Linked DNA regions of Mus musculus: regions 1, 2, 3 and 5 are each linked to region 4. Evidence: chromatin contacts called from public promoter capture Hi-C data. All regions are on one chromosome and are shown on one strand. Each heading gives the region's core, a stretch centred on a gene start, on an enhancer-like site or on the middle of the called end of the contact. The rest is flanking DNA. Distances are from core to core; before and after follow the strand shown. Region 1 holds the start of Yipf4 (Yip1 domain family, member 4). Region 2 holds the start of Spast (spastin). Region 3 holds the start of Dpy30 (dpy-30, histone methyltransferase complex regulatory subunit). Region 4 holds the start of Fam98a (family with sequence similarity 98, member A). Region 5 holds the start of Birc6 (baculoviral IAP repeat-containing 6).

What was found. Promoter capture Hi-C pulls out the DNA fragments that hold promoters and counts their contacts.
Region 1: a contact with region 4 is called in a promoter capture Hi-C map of pre-B cells, with 4 times the contacts expected there. The contact joins the promoter of Yipf4 here to the promoter of Fam98a in region 4. A contact is called at or near these places in 3 of 39 promoter capture datasets (hippocampal neurons, liver and pre-B cells), 1 of 484 Hi-C or Micro-C datasets (muscle stem cells) and 1 of 115 datasets of contacts at active chromatin or transcription factors (astrocytes).
Region 2: a contact with region 4 is called in a promoter capture Hi-C map of pre-B cells, with 6 times the contacts expected there. The contact joins the promoter of Spast here to the promoter of Fam98a in region 4. A contact is called at or near these places in 2 of 39 promoter capture datasets (embryonic stem cells and pre-B cells) and 1 of 115 datasets of contacts at active chromatin or transcription factors (astrocytes).
Region 3: a contact with region 4 is called in a promoter capture Hi-C map of pre-B cells, with 5 times the contacts expected there. The contact joins the promoter of Dpy30 here to the promoter of Fam98a in region 4. A contact is called at or near these places in 2 of 39 promoter capture datasets (the HPC-7 cell line and pre-B cells) and 2 of 484 Hi-C or Micro-C datasets (B cells and CD4 T cells).
Region 5: a contact with region 4 is called in a promoter capture Hi-C map of pre-B cells, with 4 times the contacts expected there. The contact joins the promoter of Birc6 here to the promoter of Fam98a in region 4. A contact is called at or near these places in 1 of 39 promoter capture datasets (pre-B cells), 2 of 484 Hi-C or Micro-C datasets (muscle stem cells and uterus), 1 of 115 datasets of contacts at active chromatin or transcription factors (astrocytes) and 1 of 9 other capture datasets (adipose tissue).

The regions. Positions count from the first base shown.
Region 1 is chr17:74,488,061-74,491,783 of GRCm38.p6, forward strand. It overlaps Yipf4 (Yip1 domain family, member 4), which reads left to right and starts at 1,433. Exons shown (of 6, transcript NM_026417.4): 1 at 1,433-1,734. The coding sequence starts at 1,656.
Region 2 is chr17:74,337,064-74,340,863 of GRCm38.p6, forward strand. Spast (spastin) reads left to right here and starts at 1,924. Exons shown (of 17, transcript NM_001162870.1): 1 at 1,924-2,382. The coding sequence starts at 1,974.
Region 3 is chr17:74,314,453-74,317,958 of GRCm38.p6, forward strand. It overlaps Dpy30 (dpy-30, histone methyltransferase complex regulatory subunit), which reads right to left and starts at 1,981. Exons shown (of 5, transcript NM_001146223.1): 1 at 1,893-1,981; 2 at 1,592-1,664; 3 at 1,450-1,497. The coding sequence starts at 1,627.
Region 4 is chr17:75,550,334-75,554,041 of GRCm38.p6, forward strand. It overlaps Fam98a (family with sequence similarity 98, member A), which reads right to left and starts at 1,613. Exons shown (of 8, transcript NM_133747.2): 1 at 1,408-1,613. The coding sequence starts at 1,460.
Region 5 is chr17:74,525,906-74,529,706 of GRCm38.p6, forward strand. It overlaps Birc6 (baculoviral IAP repeat-containing 6), which reads left to right and starts at 2,390. Exons shown (of 73, transcript NM_007566.3): 1 at 2,390-2,896. The coding sequence starts at 2,563. It overlaps Gm31645 (a long non-coding RNA gene), which reads right to left and starts at 2,295. Exons shown (of 3, transcript XR_385765.4): 1 at 1,728-2,295.

The sequences.
Region 1 (3,723 bases), core at 183-2,682, 1.1 Mb before region 4:
CTTAAAAAAAAAAAAAAAAAAAAAAAAACCCCTCACTGGAGAGATGTATTGGAGGGTAGTTATACAAAAGGCTGCCTCTGATGCACAGTGGCAAGCTGTGAAGGCTTGGCCTATATAAATGGTATGGCACATGTACACAGGAAGACTACTCCACCTGTGGTAACAGTGGAAATAAATTGAATTTGGCCGCTGGTGATGACATGGCTGCTGTCGCTGTTAACAAAGCTGGGCTAGGGGAGTACCAGGCTAAGGAATGTGGGTGGCACTCGGTTTACCAACATACACACATATACAGAAGTTTAGAAAAATGAAAAGCAAAATTTAAGATTATAAACATAGACGAGTAACTAGGAAGTTGGTTTAGAGGTTAAGAGCTCTTGCTCTCTTGTAGAGACTTGAGTTTGGGTTCCCAGAACCCGCATTGGGTGTCTGCAGGAACCGCAGTTCTGAAGGATCTGAAGCCCTCTTGTGCCTTCTGCAGGCATCTGCACACACACATACCCTCAAGCACACACGCATAGCCTTTAAAAATAAAAACCGGGCTGGAGAGATGGCTCAGTGGTTAAGAGCACCGAATACTCTTTCAGAGGTCCTGAGTTCAATTCCCAGCAATCACATGGTGGCTCACAACCATCTGTCACGGGATCCAATGCCCTCTTCCTGTGTGTCTGAAGAGAGCAATGGTGGTGTACTCTTGTATAAAATAAATAAATTAATCTTAAAGAAATAATAAAAACGTAGGTGAATTTGCAAACTTTGGGTAGTTTATTAGGGAACAGATGAAATCAGCAGCAGGCAAAAAGCAAGGGCTTCTTTGCCCTAATTTATCCTTTCTGGACTGCTGCCTTCTTCATAAATTAATTTGGCCAGAGTACTTAAACCGTAGGTGGAAATTTACAGCTTTACAATGACCATTCTCCGGCCTCTTAATTTTGTTGATAAGGAGACTAAGCTTTGTCACGACACATAATTTCGTAAACATCCTATATAATTAATATATAGAATTATTGTGGCAGAATCTTGTGGTCGGAAATGAGGGGTTGAAGTCCTAAAACTTAAGTAGTTTGTGTGTGTGTTGTGTGTGTGTGTGTGTGTTGTTTTTTTTTTTTTCCTTTGAAAAAAAAAGGGCCTCACTTTTTTGCCAATGCTGCCTCGGCCTCTCTAGGAGTTCCGGGAATTACAAGCGTGAGCCATCAAACGACTAAGCTCTCAAATTGTGTTAAACAACAACGAAGAAGATATGTTTATAAAAACTCAAACAGGGAAAAAGGTAGACAGAATTATTTAAGTAAACAGCTGATGAGGGCGGAACAGAGATTTCAGAGGCCACTTCCGGTGTTGGAGTGGTTTCCGGAATCAACACAGAAACAGCCAATCAGAATCTTCTCGCGGGAGCCAATAGTCGAGCAGATTACAAACAGCCAATCCCGGCGGCGCTGTCACTGTTATGGTCCTGTCAGGGCCCCGGCGTCGTGGTGCTTGGGTGCTCGCCACCGGCTGGCCTCGGGTGCGACCTGGTCGGCAGCCAGAGGCTGCGCTTAGCTCGCGCGTCCCCTCCCTCGGCCGAGCCCGCGCCTCCTGGCTCGCAGGCCGCCCCTTAGCAGGTCGTCCCGGAGCCCCGGGCCCAGCCGCTCGTCAGCACCGAGGCCGGCGGGATGCAGCCTCCGGGCCCGCCCCCGGCCTATGCGCCTGCCAACGGGGACTTCACCTTTGTGTCTTCGGCGGACGCGGAAGGTGAGGCCGAGGCTGACCTCCGGGGCTCCGGGGCGGGGGGTTGGCAGAGCTGGGGGACTCCGCCCCTGTGCTCCCTGGGCCTTCCCGGAGGCCTCTGGGGACGAGGCAGGGTGCGGGGCGCCGGCGCTGCGGGCTGGGGTCCCCGGGTGTCCTGGTTCACCAGGGAACCCGCCGATCTGGTGGAAGGAGTTCTTTCTGAACTCCGCTCCGCAGTTACTCAAAAGAGTGAGGGATCTAAGGGAGAACAAAGTGGGGCTGTGTGGCTCTGCTATTAATAGGAAAACCTTCCCGACTGAGGTGACTTTTGGCAGGTTATGGAAAACTTACTTGAAAGGAGACGTGCTTTTATTTATTTATTTTTAATTGAACTTGATTTCTTGCCCAGATCCCTGGGTCCACACAGTTTGTAGTGTTTGGTCCCAGTGTTCAAAAAACTGTATTCAGGAGCATTTGAAACTTGAGGAATTCAACTTAGTGTTCCCAACAGTGTCTATAGACTTGGCTTGTACTGTTTGGAGCAAGCGACTGTGCTTGCTTAAAACAAAACAAACAACAACAAAAACAGGGAGAAAAAAAAAAAACAAAAAACGTTTCTACTGTGGGAAATTTCCCCCACCCCTCATTAGTTCAACTCCTTGTAACCTGGTTTTGGATTTTGCTTTTATTTAATCTTATTTACTTACCAGGGACCAGATTTTTGACTGCCCAATATGAAAAAACAAGTTGATTTCGATATAGACATGGAAATACCTGGTGATGAACCCCTTCGACCCCAGCACTTGAAAAGCAGAGGCAGAGAGATACCTGAATTAAAGGCCAGCTTAGACTACACAGTTATCAAGTTCTCTGCCTGCCGGGGTTACATACTGAAACCCTGTCTCAACAAAGTAGAAAAGAAATTTCAGTTTAAAGATGAACGTGAGTTTTCTCAGAAATCTGATTTCTTTCTTTCTTTTTTTTTTTTTTTGTCTTTTCGAGACAGGGTTTCTCTGTGTAGCCCTGGCTGTCCTGGAACTCACTTTGTAGACCAGGCTGGCCTCGAACTCAGAGATCCACCTGCCTCTGCCTCCCGAGTGCTGGGATCAAAGGCGTGCGCCACCATGCCCGGCTAGAAATCTGATTTCTATAAATATGATTTGTTTCTTTCTTAGTTTTTTTTTTTAACTCTTTCTTTGGTTTTTGTATTTTTTTTTTCATTTTTTAAAAATGAGACAGGGTCTCACCATGTAACTCTGTTTGGCTTAGAACTTTATGTAGACAAGGTAACCTCTGTCTCCCTACTTCAGGGATTAAAGGCATATACTACCTCATACAGCTCAGCCCCGATTTTAAATTTTAGTCTGAGACAGTCACACTAAGTTACTCAGGCTGGCCTTGAACTCAGCATGTGACCTAATATTGCCCTGAACATGCTCTCTTTCCTCAGCCTCCGGAATAACTAGATGTCCATAGTTTATGTCAGACAAATAGATAATGTCGTATCTGGTTTATGTTTGCAGGCCAGCAGAATTAACATTACCTGGCACATATCTAGATATAATCTCCCTTAATGTGGATTTATATGTTATCAGGGTCCCTGGGTAATTCATAAACACATTAATATTTTTAGAAGCTCTGGCTTAGAATTTCATAAAAGATTAAAAGAGAAGAAAAAAATAATTCCTAACTATATCAGAGACAGCCAGGCAAGGTGGATCACATCTGTAATCCTTTCTCTTGGGAGGCTGCGACAGGGGGACTAACAGCAGTTAAAGACCAGCCTGGACTAAAGTGAGACCTTGTCTCAGACAAAACAGCAACAAAATCAGGAAAATTTTATGGAGATGATATTACAAGATGTTTCCTATCAGATAATGGACTGGTGAGAACAGGATAAAAATTTCAGTGGGATGATATATGCTATAAAAAGTATGACTTAGAACTGACTGTGTAGCTTAGTTGATAATAAGCAGGAGGCTCTGAGTTTAATCTCTAGCAGTATGTAAATAC
Region 2 (3,800 bases), core at 674-3,173, 1.2 Mb before region 4:
TTGCTGGGATTTGAACTCAGGACCTTTGGAAGAGCACTCAGTGCTCTTACCCGCTGAGCCATCTCACCAGCCCCCTGTACATCTCATTTTTATTTAGTTGACATATGTATAAAACATATTTCTTATACTTTATTTTATTTACCTATGTATTCATATATATTTATGTACATCCTTTTTATTTCACACACACACACACACACACACACACACACACACACGACATGATTGATTTCACACAACCACTACTATATGGTTCAAAAGAGAATCAGAGCTTACTGGATAAAAGGAATTGAAAGGAATACAAATTTGAAAGACAGAAAACATTTCAGAATGTGAAAAATATAATCAGGATCGAAGCAGAAAAGAAGGCAGGCAGCAGTGGGAAACAATGGACGTAAATTTTGCAGCAATCTATGATATTTATATTGGTAGGGAATATAGTTTCAGCAGAATGCAGGGATTCTCCTATGCGCTCACAGGGGATCTGTATGCCTCACACTGGAAACAATAGAGACTTTGTGTTAGTAGTCACTCATTTAGGCAACAAGAAATAATTGTGGCAAACTGAAATGAGAGGGGGTGGTTTTGTTTGTTTGTTTTTAAAGACAGGGATGAGGGGAGGGGGATGGGCGAGGGAGGGAGAAAGAGGAAAGACTGAATAGTTTATTGGATAGGCAATATAGTCTAGGAATCCAAAAACTCTGGGAATACAGATGGCATCGACTGGCTCTTAGAGCTTTTGATTTCAACTAACTTCTATTTCCAGATGCCAGTTCGCAGGAGTCTGACTGGCCCACGGTTTGTTTTCCTCTATGTGATCCAGGATCTGTAGAACAACTGCTGATCATTAGAATATGGGAAATATTGAGTAGATAGATAGTCTACCAAAGGAAGAAATGGTGAAGACATATACACACATCCACGTGCACACACAGATAGTATGGATTCTACCAAGTATGGTAACTAGGCAAAACCCAAGAATGACTGCATTCACATAACTAATCCTGAGATAACACAAACGTGTAATAGGTTAGTTGAAAGTAGGGTTCGTGGTCCTCGTGGTAATAAAGTTTTCCCTTTAGGATGTCTTGAACTTTGTCTCTGCAACTTGTTTCCCTCTCAGCTAACATACCCAAATTGCTACACACTGCCTCTGATACGAAACTCAGATCAGCCATCCTTTGCAAAAGACCTATTGGCTCAACCAGCAGAAAACAAAGATATATAAAGCAATAGGAGTGATGATGCACACCTGTAATCCTAGTTTTGGGGAGACGGAGGCAGAAAGATCAGGAGTTGAAGGCCTCCTTCCTCAGCTACAAGAGGAGTTGGAGGTCAGCATCTCACACAAAGGCAAACAACCGCACTGCGAGACAGCAGACCTGAGCACTAGTAAAGCCACTCAAACGCTGTTAACCCCCATTTAAAAATTTATTATCAAAGCTCCCTATTCCGATTCTTCAAAAGTCGAAGAACCTGCGGAGCGACGAACCCCTGGGACCATCGCAAGCCGAACCGCGCCTACAGAACTGAGGTTCCCAGAGAAAGGGGCATAGCAGGGGCGTGGGGGGTAGGAGGATGCCGCACATGCGCACAAGCTCCCAGGTCAACAAAGACGGCGGCGTACGCGCGCGCACCAGAGCCATTCACCGAGGACGTGCGCGTGCCCGGCCGCCGCAGCGAGGTGCCAGCGGCCCAGGGGACAGAAGGAAAGGAGGGGCAGGAGCCACCGGCCGCGGCGGGAGGAGGAGGAGGAGGAGGAGGAGACGGGGTTGTGCTCCTGGGCAGCTGAGGAGCGAGGGGCGGGGCCGGCGAGCGGCGCGTGCAGGTGCCAGGCTCCCGGGCTCCGGCTGGCGCGCGAGCGGCTCCGTGGGCCCCCGCCGCCGCAGTGGCAGTGGCCGCCGCCGCCGCCGCTTGGTCGCCGTCGGTCTGCGGGAAGCGGGTTATGGCGGCGGCGGCAGTGGGAGCTGTGAATGAGTTCTCCGGCCGGACGACGGAAGAAGAAAGGCTCGGGCGGCGCGAGCCCGGCGCCCGCCAGGCCTCCGCCCCCCGCCGCGGTCCCCGCCCCTGCCGCCGGCCCGGCCCCTGCGGCCGGCTCGCCGCCTAAGCGGAACCCGTCTTCTTTCTCGTCCCCGCTGGTCGTCGGCTTCGCCCTGCTGCGCCTGCTGGCCTGCCACCTGGGGCTCCTCTTCGCGTGGCTCTGCCAGCGCTTCTCCCGCGCCCTCATGGCCGCCAAGAGGAGCTCCGGGACCGCGCCGGCGCCCGCCTCGCCCTCGCCCCCAGAGCCCGGACCGGGTGGCGAGGCCGAGAGCGTCCGCGTCTTCCACAAGCAGGCCTTCGAGTACATCTCCATTGCCCTGCGCATCGACGAGGAAGAGAAAGGTACTACTGGGGGGCTGGAGGGAGGCCGGCGGGCTGGCCGGGGCGGGCGGCCCTGGGAGGACGCCACTTGCGTCCCTTTCCTGCACCCCCGGAGTTGATCTGCCTCGGGAGTCCGAGTCCCCACAGGCCAGATCCTGCTGTGCGACGCCTAGTTAGTTGATCCTCACCCCTTTCAGGGCGCCCTGACTCGACTTTGTTTCAGCACCCCCACACTTGTGCATGACCCAAGTCCCCGTGAGACACCCAGGCGTGCTGGTGACAGTGACAGTTGGCCTAGAGTGACCGACCACACGGGATTCTTTCTAACACTGTAAACAGTGTTGCTTTCTCTGAGCTGGGCTTCCAAAAGGTTTTGGTATCGAAACAGCTGTGTATAAACTTCATTGAGAAGGGTTCTGTAGTGTTTGGAGAGGAAAAAAAAAAGGGGGGGGTTGACTTGGATTTGAAAGGAGTAGTAGCTCCTTATACTTAGAGCCGGATTTGCCATATTCTGAAGTTTCATGAATTATTTTTACCAATATAGTGAGTCTTGAAGATTTCTTTTTTATTGAGCTGTATTTCAACCGCTAGTTGCTTTAGTTTTTACTATTTTGTTATTTTTATTTTATTCCAAGGCACTCTCGAGTTTCTAAATTTTAATGTTAAAAATATTAAATGAATGAGTTGGGTAAACAGGCATATATCATTCTACCATAGAAGATAAAACAAACGCTCCTGCCTCGCAGTGAAGGCAGGAATACTGCATACTTCAGGTTTCCTTCAAGCAACATCTTTTCTTCGCCTTTCTGTGTGGCAGGCATTGTCAATTCATTTTGCATGTGTCTTTGATCCTCACAATAATTCTGAGGTCAGAGTACTATCAGTACAGGTCTTTTACAGATGAAATTACTACTTACAAGATGGAAACAGGTGACCCCAAATCTATGCTAATCGTTAATTGAAAACTTGTGTGGGAAATGCTAAGTGGGGTTTAGAAAGCCTTATGTCTCTTATTGTCACCCACAGTAGCAGACACAGGAGAAGAGTAGTTTGTGCTTGTGAGAGCAAGCTTTTTGTGCTTAGCTCTTCAGTACTTTTTGGGAGCATAGAGTGATCACTTGGGGAGGATGGAGAAGGCAGTCCTCCTTTCATCCCTGAGATGAGCCCAGATCCCTTAGGGGTTTGTGGATGTAGTTCAGTGATACTGTGTGCTAGGAGGCTTCAGAGCTTGGGTTTCCTTCTTAGTGTCTTGGAAACAAAGCTAACAAACAAGCATTTAAAAAATTAGTTACATCCATTTTCTGTTACAAAAGAAATAAAGCTGGAGTCAGTGGTGGTGGCGGAGCGCGCTTTTAATCCCAGCACTCAGGAGGCAGAGGCAGGCGGAGCTCTGTGAGTTTGAGGGCAGCCTAGTCTACAGAGCGTTCCAGGACAGCCAG
Region 3 (3,506 bases), core at 731-3,230, 1.2 Mb before region 4:
CTGTGGGCACCAGGCAGGCACATGGGGCACACATACGGATGCAGGCACAATAACCAAGCACATAAAATGAATTTCAAAAGCCTAAGAAATATAAATAAGAATATAGACAGCCAAAGCTGGAGTTGGGGGAGGGGGTGTGTGTGTGGTTAAGAACACCAGTATAGCAGCAGGAGAGTGCTTGAAGTCAGCCTGGTCTACAGAGTAAGTTCTAGGACATCCAGGGCTACATAGAAAAACCCTGTCTCAGAGAGAGAGAGAGAGAAAGAGAAAGAGAGAGAGAGAGAGAGAGAGAGAGAGAGAGAGATCCTCATTCAATCCCCAGCATACATGGTAGCTCACAACTGTCTGTAGCTCAAGTTCCGGCCTTCTGATGTACATATATACCCAGGCAGAACACCCATAAAGCAGTAAAAAGAAATATATAAACCGGGTTCGGTGCACACACCTTTACTCCCAACACCAAGAGGTGGAGGCTGGTGAATCTCGGTAAATTCAAGGCCAGCATGATCTACATAGTGAGTTCCAGGACAGCCAGAGCTAATGACACCCTATCTCAGGGGGAAAAAAATAGAAAAAATAAAAAAATATATATACATACATATAAACACACAAACACAGAGAGGAGGGAGGGAGGGAGAGAGAGACAGAAAAAGAGACAGAGAGAAGCAAAGAGAGACAGAGAGAGATCACACAAATATAAATACAATGCAATCCTTTTGTAAGAGTCAGTTCTAGGTCAGGCAGGACTGCTCAGTGTGTAAGGAGCTTGCTACCCCCACATCTAACCTGAGTTCCATCTCCAGAACCCACCTAAGGGTGGAAGCAAAAAACCTACTCTGTAAGGGTGCCCTCTGATCTCCACACACTAGTGCACATGCATGAGCGAGCGTGTGCATGCGCGCACACACCCACAAGTAATAATAATAATAATAATAATAAAATAAAAAAGAAAACATGTCTAAGCTTACTTTCCGCTGACCTTGAACAAGTTACTCAACTTTAAGCATTCTGGAGCTGAAGATACATTCAAATTAGCCTGGTATATATCTCACAAACAGCAAAGTGTTGAATAAATTCTAACACCTGTTTGTACAACTTCTTGGAAACGTGGTCCTGCCCTTTTTTTTTTTTTTTTTTTTTTAAACCAGAACTTAATCCCTCGAGTCTCCCATTCACACACAAATTTTCTCCGGGAAGCCTCCATTTTCCTAACCAAACCTTCCCAGCTCTGGTTCCGGGATCATCTAATCTTTCATTTACAAAGTACCTTTATTTTTAGCCAAGTATTAGCATGCTAGTAAAAAGAAGCCACTTATAATCTGATACTACGGAGAGATCGCGGCAGCAAAGAGTTCCCTCGTGCAGAGTAGCCTAGTAAACCGATCCTAAGTTTTCTCCAGCTCTCAAGAGACCCATAGATGCATGCGGCAGAGAAACTGAGCGAGTTACCTCAACGCTGTCTGTGAGCCCGTACTCAGAGTGAGGGTTTTCTGCAACCTAGAAAACAAAATACAGTCACAGAGAGAGACATCCGCCCGTCCCGCGCTGCCTCCCCGCACACCGCCACCCTGAACCCAGGGCCTCCTGGTACCTGTGTCTGTCCCTCCAGCATCTGCTCCGACTCCATGGCGGACCCTGCAAACCGCAATCAACCGGATACCAGTCTTGCAAAACAAGAAGAGCCGCGAGTTAGTTACCCGGGAGATTTCAAGTGGAAGACGCCAGGACCCGGTGCGGTGCAGCCCAGCCCGGGACCCCGCCCCTCACCCCCGCGGGCAGCAGACGCGCGGGCTGGGTCGGGCCACCGACTGGCCGTCCTCGTCGCATCGCGAGGCTCGGAGGTCGTCCCAAGGATGTAGCGGTGGGAGGAGGAGGACAGGGAAGCTGATTACCCGCGCCAAGGCTGTCGGTTCCTAAGTGCCCTGCACGGCGCCACCGACTCACAGCGCGAACCGCTTCGGCCGTAAGTGAGGGACGTCGCGCTGCCGCCGCGCCTGCGCAGAGCGGCCCCGCGGGCAGAAGTGCCCGAGCCCGCCTAAGTGGGCCTACGCCTCTGCGGTGCGCGGGGTGCCTGGCCACCTGCCGGCTCCACCCTGCCGTAGATCTTTCTCCTTTAGACAGTCCTTCGTGGCACCTGGAAGTGACGGTCCCCGAGGAACCGAGGCCACTCACTTGCTGAGCGATTCTTGCTCAGGCTTTACTAGGGGCTAGAGGGCATCCAGCGGTTGATTACTTGGCTAATCTTACAGGCGACTTAGGTTTGGTCTCCACCGCCCACATGGTGGCTCACAACTATCCCTAACTCCGGTTCCGGGGAGCTGACTCTCTCTTTTTATCTACGCAGGCACGAGGCACGCGTGTGCTCCGCGCACATTCAGGCAAAACACGCATATATACGTATACATACACACATATATAATTTTTTTAAGGCCAAAGGGAAACAAGGAGGAGTGTTTGGGAATTCTTGGGCGGCTTTTATTCAAGCCCTGCAGTCTATGAGGATACCACGTTCACACTATTCTACATTTATGTCTAGATTAGTTTTTTTTTTTTTTTTTAATTACTTTCCAGGGATAAGGAGTTCAGCTCATGGTCGAGCGCTTTCCTGGGATAACCAAGGATCTTGGTTCAATTTCTACAGAAGAAATGGCTTTCCAGACTGTAGTATTATGGATTCCAACCTGGGTTGTGTTTGCTTGTTTTTACATTTTAAAGCCAGGTGTCTGAAATCCCAGCATTTGGCTGACTGAGGTAAAGAGGGTCAAACGCCAGCCAGAGCTTCCTGAACGGGAGTTCCAGGAGAGCCTGCTTTCCTGTAATTATTGTAACTGTTGATGGATTAGGATTTCAAGGGTATGGAGAGGTTGGAATGCTGCAAATCTAGAGACACTAGTTAGTTGTCTTGAACCTAGTTAGCTCCCTAAATAGCCTTTAATACCCACCTCTGTCAGGGACCTAACTTCTTTACTAATACTTCTTACTAGTGAGTTTCTTGGAATGTTCAGACTCCTAGCTAACACCAAAATGTTTCCAAAAAGCCTTCAGTTGGCAGGGCAGTGGTGCTGCATGCCTTTAATCCCAGCATTTGGGAGGCAGAGGCAGGTGGATTTCTGAGTTAGAGGCCAGCCTGGTCTACAGAGTGAGTTCCAGGACAGCCAGGGATACACAGAGAAACCCTGTCTCAAGAAAAAGAAGGAGAGGGGGAGGGGGAGAAGAAGAAAAGAAGAAGAAGAAGAAGAAGAAGAAGAAGAAGAAGAAGAAGAAGAAGCCTTCAGCTGTCCCTACAATGATTATAGCTAAGATTTCCAGACTTTCCTACAACCCACACACCTAATGTACTTGAAAAGAGCTTTTGTGCTTGGTGTGGTGGTGAGAAAAGAGATGGTTTAGTCACTTTAAAAACAAAAACAAAAACAAAAACTTACTGCTCTTCCAGAGTTCAGTTCCCAGGCACACACCAGAAGTCCAACAACCACCCAGAACTCCCGAGATCTGACACCGTCTTC
Region 4 (3,708 bases), core at 363-2,862:
GCCTGGTCTACAGAGTGAGTTCCAGGACAGCCAGGACTATACAGAGAAACCTTGTCTCGAAAAACAAAACACACACACACACACACACACAAAAAAAATGTTTACTGAGTAAGCGAATCATCTTTAGACACCCGTTGAAAAGCACCCGTTCCACAGAATAAGGCTTACGTGTGGCCCATTGCAAGAACTAAGTTGGCCAAGTCTGGGCTATGCACAAAATGTGATTCAAAGAAATGACCACAGCGGCTGATGTTCACAGCGATGGTTAGTAAGCTTCCTTTATGGTCAGTACCTACTAGGACACCAAGCTAGTCACATGGGTTGCGCTTTGGCTACCTCAAAGGTGTCCTTCCCTAAAGAAAGGTGTCCCTTAAGAATTTCCATGGCATGGAAAAGCCTAAAGTTAAGCTTTGATTAAGGATTATAGTTAAAAATACAACAATCGGCAGGGCATGGGGGCTCACTCCTTTAATCATAGCTCTCAGGTGCCAGAGGCAGGAGGACCTCGGTGCGTCATTTCTTCTACGCTGATTTTATCCTGAAATAGTTATTCGCAGGCAAATACTTAATCATGCAGGGCTTTTTTTTTTTTTTTTTTTTTTTTTTTTTTTTTTTTTTTTTGCCTAAGAGCCTCTAGGTTCTCAAGTTTAAGCACCTTGATCTGGGTGACCAAACAAGATAAATAAGCCTTATTTCCAAATTCCTAAACACTGAAGACTATGACTGAGAGTCAAGATGCAAATATGCTGATTCTTGGTGGGTGAGGATGACCCTGGAATGCTGGAGTTCAGCGAGGCTGTGCTGGAGGTCTGAAGTCACTGACTGTCATTTCCAAAGCAGGTGGTTGAAAGGTTAGGTGCACAGCTGAGCGGGCTTGAGAGCAGCCGGCTGCATCGCCCAGACGTGCGCTTTGGGAAGCCTAGGTGCATGCAGAGATGACTGAGCAAAGATGATTTTTTTTTTTTTTTGAGAGAGAGAGAGACAGAGAAGTAGGGTGGGGGGTAGAAGCTCAAGAAAGAAGTAGGGAATCTTGGGGCCAAGTAGGAAAGCAGATACAACTTTGGCAAACCATAAAGTGGGGGTAGGGTGGGAGGACGGGAGGCAAGAAGAGAAAGCTTGGGGAGTGGGGGGGTGGTGAGAACCGGAGCCCAGACAATGACACGCATGACTGAGACACGCTGCGGGTAGCTGGGCTGTAGGGGAGCACCGGGGAGGACGAGGGCCGTCGGAGCCCAGTGGGCAGGGTAGGTGTGGACGTGGCACCGGGGGTCCCTGGGCCAGCAGCGGGAAGCTCCGGCGGGAGTCGGGTGCGGAGTGGCAAGGCAGGTGGCTCCGACCGGGCGCCCGAGGAGTTGCCGGGGCTCTAGCAGAGTGGACTTTCAGAAACTCATGCCCCCGCCGTCTTACCCTAGATCTTCCAACGACTCCAAGATGTCAGTCTCCATGAGGTCACACTCCATGCTACTGTGGTATTCAAATTTCCGAGTCGTCAGGCTGCCCTCTCGCCGGCAACGCGTACCCTAGCGCATGCGCTCCTTCCCCGGAACTTCCAAGTCGACAGCTGGCGCCTCAGTCCCCGTATTGCGCATGCCCCGAGCGTGCGCAAGCAGTTTGGTTCCGCCCACTGCCCCCACCTCACCGGCCGAGGAAAAAAAAATGGCCGGGTGTGCGCGTGCCCAGTATGGGGTAGTGAAGCTAGCTGCCCTAAGAAGGGCAGGAAGGCAGGTGGCGTGGCACCGAGGCTGGGAGACTCAGAGACTCAGCCAGGGGGCGCGGAGCTCTTGGAATGCGCATGTGCACAGCTTGGGGCGAGGCAGGCGCGGGAGGAGCAGAAGCAGGATCCAGCCTGGGATTGTAGAGTGACAGCTGTGGTATTGAAGATGCGTGTCCTCCTTTCACCTGCGAGTCACCACAGAAGGGCAAATTTGTGCGTTCCCAGCCACAGCCCAGGGCGGGGTTAGACGGGTCAAAAACAATGAAAGCCAGGAAAATGCCATTTGATTTTTCTTCAGTGTAGCCTCTGGAGTCCACGGTTAGAGAAGTGGCTTTCCTCAGTATGGATGCTTCAGAAAGTTTCTCCAGGGAAAGTTTTTTTTTTTTTTTTTGTCCCTGTCCTCTTGAGTCTGCCCCAGACACCACGCATTTTGTTTTAACGGGAAAGGGCATAACTCCATATCGAATACAATAGGGTATATTTGATTACATGCAGTTTAGACAATGGATCAACTTTTTGTCTCCGTTGACTTTTTTTTTTTTTTTTTTAATACAGGGTTTTATAGAGCCATGGATGGCCTGGAACTCACTATGCAGACCAGGCTGGCTGTGAACTCACAGAGCTCCACCTACCTTTGCCTTCCCAGTGCTGAGATTAAAGGCATCTGCTACCATGCTCAGTGTTGTCATTACTTTTGGCCACCCATGCTTGGGTGTAGCTTTCTATTATGAAAGAACTGTTGAATAAGGAGGAAATCGTTTTCAAAGAGATGATGTAGTTAGAAAATCATATTTATCTATGAATTGCCATGTTGTTATATTGTGTAGTCATTTGGTTTTAAACTTATTCTTACGTTTTATTTTGTAGTTTCCACTTTCATGTCTAATGGATAAGCATTCTCTGTCAGTAGTAATTCATGGTTTAGTTATTTATTTTGTGTAACATGGGTTGGGAGAAGGTTATGCACTAACTGTTCTAGTGACTATCCTCTTGACCCATGAGCGACCTGGCTTCTCCAAGAAAGCTCCCCTAAAGTTAAATATTCTTCAAGGTGTATTCATTGATTCTAATTTCCTGATTGGGAAAAGTTGCAAATCCAGAGCCAAGGTTCTGTCAGACTGTCATTAGTCCCCTTAAGAGCCCACCCTGGCCCATCCTGTGTGACCTAACCTCATTTTGGCTATCAGGTAAAACTTTTGGGATGTGTAAACATCCAAATTAGCTTCTGCCTACTCAAAGCCACAAGTGTCATCAGATAACAGCTAAGTTCTCTCCACATCACTGTAAACTTCTCACCTGCTGTCCCCACCAATATATCTGAAGAAATAATCCCTTGACTTATGAGTTGGTATTGTGTAACTATACAGACAGTGGAACCAGTTCTGTGTTGGCACATGTTATGTGGGGCAGTCTGAGTCTGTACCTGGGTCATGGTCACTCATATTTGGATCAAGAAAAAAAAGTATTTTGCATCAACATATTATTGTATAGGGTTATAATGCTGTATGAACATTGTTTGCATTATATAGATGAGCAACCTGAAGCACCGTGTCTTTCTGATCCTTAGCATTCGTAAACAATTAGTGCATTCTGAAACTTGAGTGTATTTGCATCCATACACTTACTTGATTGTTCAGACAAGGATTAAAAGCAGAATGGGAAAAGATAGGGAAATTAATTATCTGATTTTTTTATGCCTGTATATATTGTACATAATTTTAATAAAATGATTCTTTATCATGGAAATGTTGAATGTGCTAAAAACAGTAACAATGAAAGGTTGTTTTTTAATAGAAAAGGTTTTATTCCTAACTCAGACCCCCAGCCTTGTTACACAAGACTATTTTAAACGCTGACATTTAATTTTTAAGAAAATCAAGCAAAGTCAAAGGTTATCATTAGAAACATGATGTACTGTCAGTCACAGTTTCAAATGTTGCCATTTTTTTTAACTTTTGTAACTCAACAAAGGATTCCAGAAACAATCTGTGGTC
Region 5 (3,801 bases), core at 1,140-3,639, 1.0 Mb before region 4:
AATCCCAGCAACCATATGGTGGCTCACAACCATCTGTAACAAAATCTGATGCTCTCTTCTGGAGTGTCTGAAGACAGCTACAGTGTACTTACATATAATAAATAAATAAATATTTAAAAAAAGAGTGAGATTTGAAATGTCTTTCAAGAGTGTATGCTTGCTGGGCGTGGTGGTGCATGCCTCTAATCCTAGCACTAGGGAGGCAGAGGCAGGCAGATTTCTGAGTTTGAGGCCAGCCTGGTCTATAAAGTGAGTTCCAGGACAGCAGGGCTACACAGGGAAACCCTGTCTCGGGAAAACCAAAAAAAAAAAAAAAAAAGGTTATGCATGCACTTGAGTGGCAGATGGATCTCTACAGATCTGAGGCCAGTTTAGTCTACATAGTTCCAGGACAGCCAGGGCTACATAGTGTGACCCTGTCTGGAAAACAAGCAAGCAAACAAACAAAATGTTACACAGACTAAGAGACAACTGTTGCTTAATTCTCCTTAGTAGTGTCCACTAAAGTCCACTTAGTTTAAATGTAGCATTCTAGTTTCTGGATTCCCTTACCAACAACAAGACAGTGTCTTGATTTGTATCGGCATGCTAACCAGAAGAGGTCTGATTAAAGGATAGTTTGGTCAAAAGTGATTTTAAAAACAGTTTCAAATAGTAGCCTTTAAAGTTTCTACATAATTGCTGGTGGTTTAAAGAAGGATACTCATGCCGGGTGTGGTGGCGCACTTGGGAGGCAGAGGCAGGCGGATTTCTGAGTTTGAAGCCAGCCTGGTCTACAAAGTAAGTTCCAGGATAGCCAGGGCTACACAGAGAAACCCTGTTTCGAAAGACCAAAAAAAGGATACTCATTTCTTGAGTAGTGGTATAGGGCAGTCCTAGCCTGAACAACTTCGGTCCTTTAAATAAAGACGTATTTTGAGAGGGAAGCTTGTGTAAGCAGCATGGGGTTCCAAACCAACTGCTGAATTCAACCTCTAGCTTCTGGTAGCAACAGCCTCCAAGTGCTGGGATGAAAGGCGTGGGCCACCATCACCAGGCACCAAACAATTTTTTATTGCCTCAAGTTTTTTTTTTTTGGAAAGGATCTTGTTAAATAGCGCAGGCTTGCCCAGAATTCTTAGCATTACTGTTTCAGACTGGGATTCTAGGTATGCGAGACCACACCCAGGCACCGCTACACTGTAACTACAAGTGACTGACTGACAAGTAACTGTTTCAACATAAAGTTTAAGAAAGATGTTCTTTCAAATCTAACGAAGGAGGATACTCCACTGTTACAGCAAATCTCTCCAACCCAATTATGCTCTGGCAATGAAAACACGACACAATTAGTATGAATACATGCTGTGCGCCTAGATTGGGCAGATCTACAACCACTACACTACCATCTTCCACATCTATGAGACCACTTAGAACTTGCGTTTTCTCCAGGCCATGTTCTTCTGTTCTGCTTTTCTTCTTCCTCCTCCTCTGCCTTCTCTGTCTCAAACCTCCTTCCTTTCTTTCCACTCCACTTTCCCTTTCTCTGCCCAATCATCAGCTTTCCTTTATTTTACAAATTAAGGTGGGAAGGTTTACAAGAAATCACCTAAGTGCTGACTCATTCCTTGTTCACAACTCCTCACAGGAGAACAGAATTGACATCAAATATAATTAGCCCCAGGGCAATCCACAACACCCCACCAAAAATCATGTAAATCCTTTGCAATGAGCTACACTAGGCTGACCTGTAATGTGTCCAGCACCTCATTAATGAGCATGTCTGTTTATTAAAAGATTTGGAACTATCGCTTCTCAGTCTTCTAAGATCAAGTGTAAAAAAAATCTGAAACTAGGGCAGGCGTCGTAAAAAAAAAATCAGGTTCAGTTCCAATGAAGAGGCTTGTCAGAGTGTGCAATGATAGAGGCCTACTTCCGGATCTCGCCTCCACCCCGCAACGCCCTCCTCCTCTGCCCCGTGCTGGGAACCGCTGGGAATCAGCCGCCCTGGCCACGAAGGGGCCTCTGGGCGTACCAGACAAGTCGCGCGGGCTCGGGTTTGCCTAGCGGAAATGCACAGGGCCCAGCACCACCCTCCCTGCCACGCGCAGGGCGGAACTCCCGCCGATACCACTCCCGGGGCTCGAAGGAAGAAACTGGGACGTTGAGGACGCAGGGCTGGCTGGAGCAGCAGCGCGTGGCACGCGCCTAGTCCTACCACGCATGCTCCGCGCTTGAAAAAAAAAAGTTTCAGCCCCGCCCCCTTCTTCTTCTGAGGCCCGCCTACCGGGCCCTGGGAGCTCTTCTGCGCATGCTTACTAGGCCAGGTCCCGCCCCTGCCCCGCCTTTTCTGTGCCTTCGGAAGTTCCTTATTAGCTTCCCTCTGCTCTGGCTAGATCGGCACTCCCGCGCATGCTCCACCCCCTGGGCTCCGGCCCCTCCTTTGGTGCGGCCCTCTCTCCCCTCCCCCGCCAGCCTGCGAGCTCGCTTGGCCTGGCCGGCCTGGCGGGCGACGTTCCCTGTGCGTGCAGGCGCTTGACTTCACTTCCGGCTAACGCGCTCCGCTTTGCCCCCTGGCCCCGGATGGTGACTGGCTGTGGTGCTGCACCTCCCGGGACTGTCACTGAGCGGCTTCCCAGTGTGATTGTGCTGAGCGCAGGCCGGAAGATGGCGGCTGCGGCTGCGGAGGCCTCGGGCCCGAGCTGCTCCTCCGCGGCGGCGGCGGCAGGGGCGGGGGCGGCCGGGGTCTCCGAGTGGCTGGTGCTGCGGGATGGCTGCATGCGCTGCGACGCCGACGGGCTGCACAGCCTCTCCTACCACCCGGCGCTTAACGCCATCCTGGCCGTCACCAGCCGCGGGACCATCAAAGTCATCGACGGCACGTCCGGGGCCACCCTTCAGGCCTCGGCGCTCAGCGGTGAGCGCGGCACGCCGGGCGGGGGCTGGGCTGGGCCGGCCGCGGGCGGAGACGGGTTGTGGGGATGCTGGTGGAGGAAGCCTCCCAGCCTCCGGGATCGGGATCGGCCTCGGAGGGACAGCGTGGAGCGGGAGGGTCGGAGAGGCCCGGAAGCTACGGCCGAGGACCTTCGGACTCGGAAAGCAGCAGCTTTTGGGGACGGGAACTCGGTTTGGCGGGGTGCGCTGCGAGTTGCTTTTCGGGCCTTTTGCATCTGAACCGGCCTGGTCCTGTGGGAGAGATGTGGAGGCCTTGGAGGTCGGTGCTGGTGAGGACCGGGCCCTCGCTGGCCTCTTGGACGAGATTTTGGGCTAGCTCCGGGCTGGACCAGAGGGAAGGGCTGGCAGTCTTGGCGGTGGCGGGAGAGATGGGTGGCCGGAGGCAAGGGGCGGGAAGCGTCCAAGCCGGCTGTCTTGCCCTCTTTTCCCGGCGAGTAGCGGCCCGCCGGTTGTCGTCTGGTCCTGTAGGTGCGGGGACCTCCGAGGGTTGCGCTTTCGCACAGGGGGCGGGCTGGAGTGGGCACTGGGATGGGGAGGTCAGTAGGAGAGGGAAGGCCAGCTGCCTGAACTGTGCTTGCTGGACTATGGGACTCGCAGAGTGCAAAAAAAAAAAAAAAAAAAAAAAAGAAAAAAAAAAGGTTAGTATCGGTCCTCTAGCTCTGAGTGCTCCCTCCTTCCAGTGTCAAGAAGCCTAGGCCCCTTGTAATTAGGTGGAACTTCAAGCCCTTTCAACTTGTTTTAGCATAGAGAGCTAGAGATTGGTAGTTGTAAGTATGTCTGGGTCTCCTCCACCTTGGAAGGAGAGCACTTGGGTGGTGGAGACGTTGGTTCACATATTGGACTTTCAGGATGTACCAGGTCAAAGCT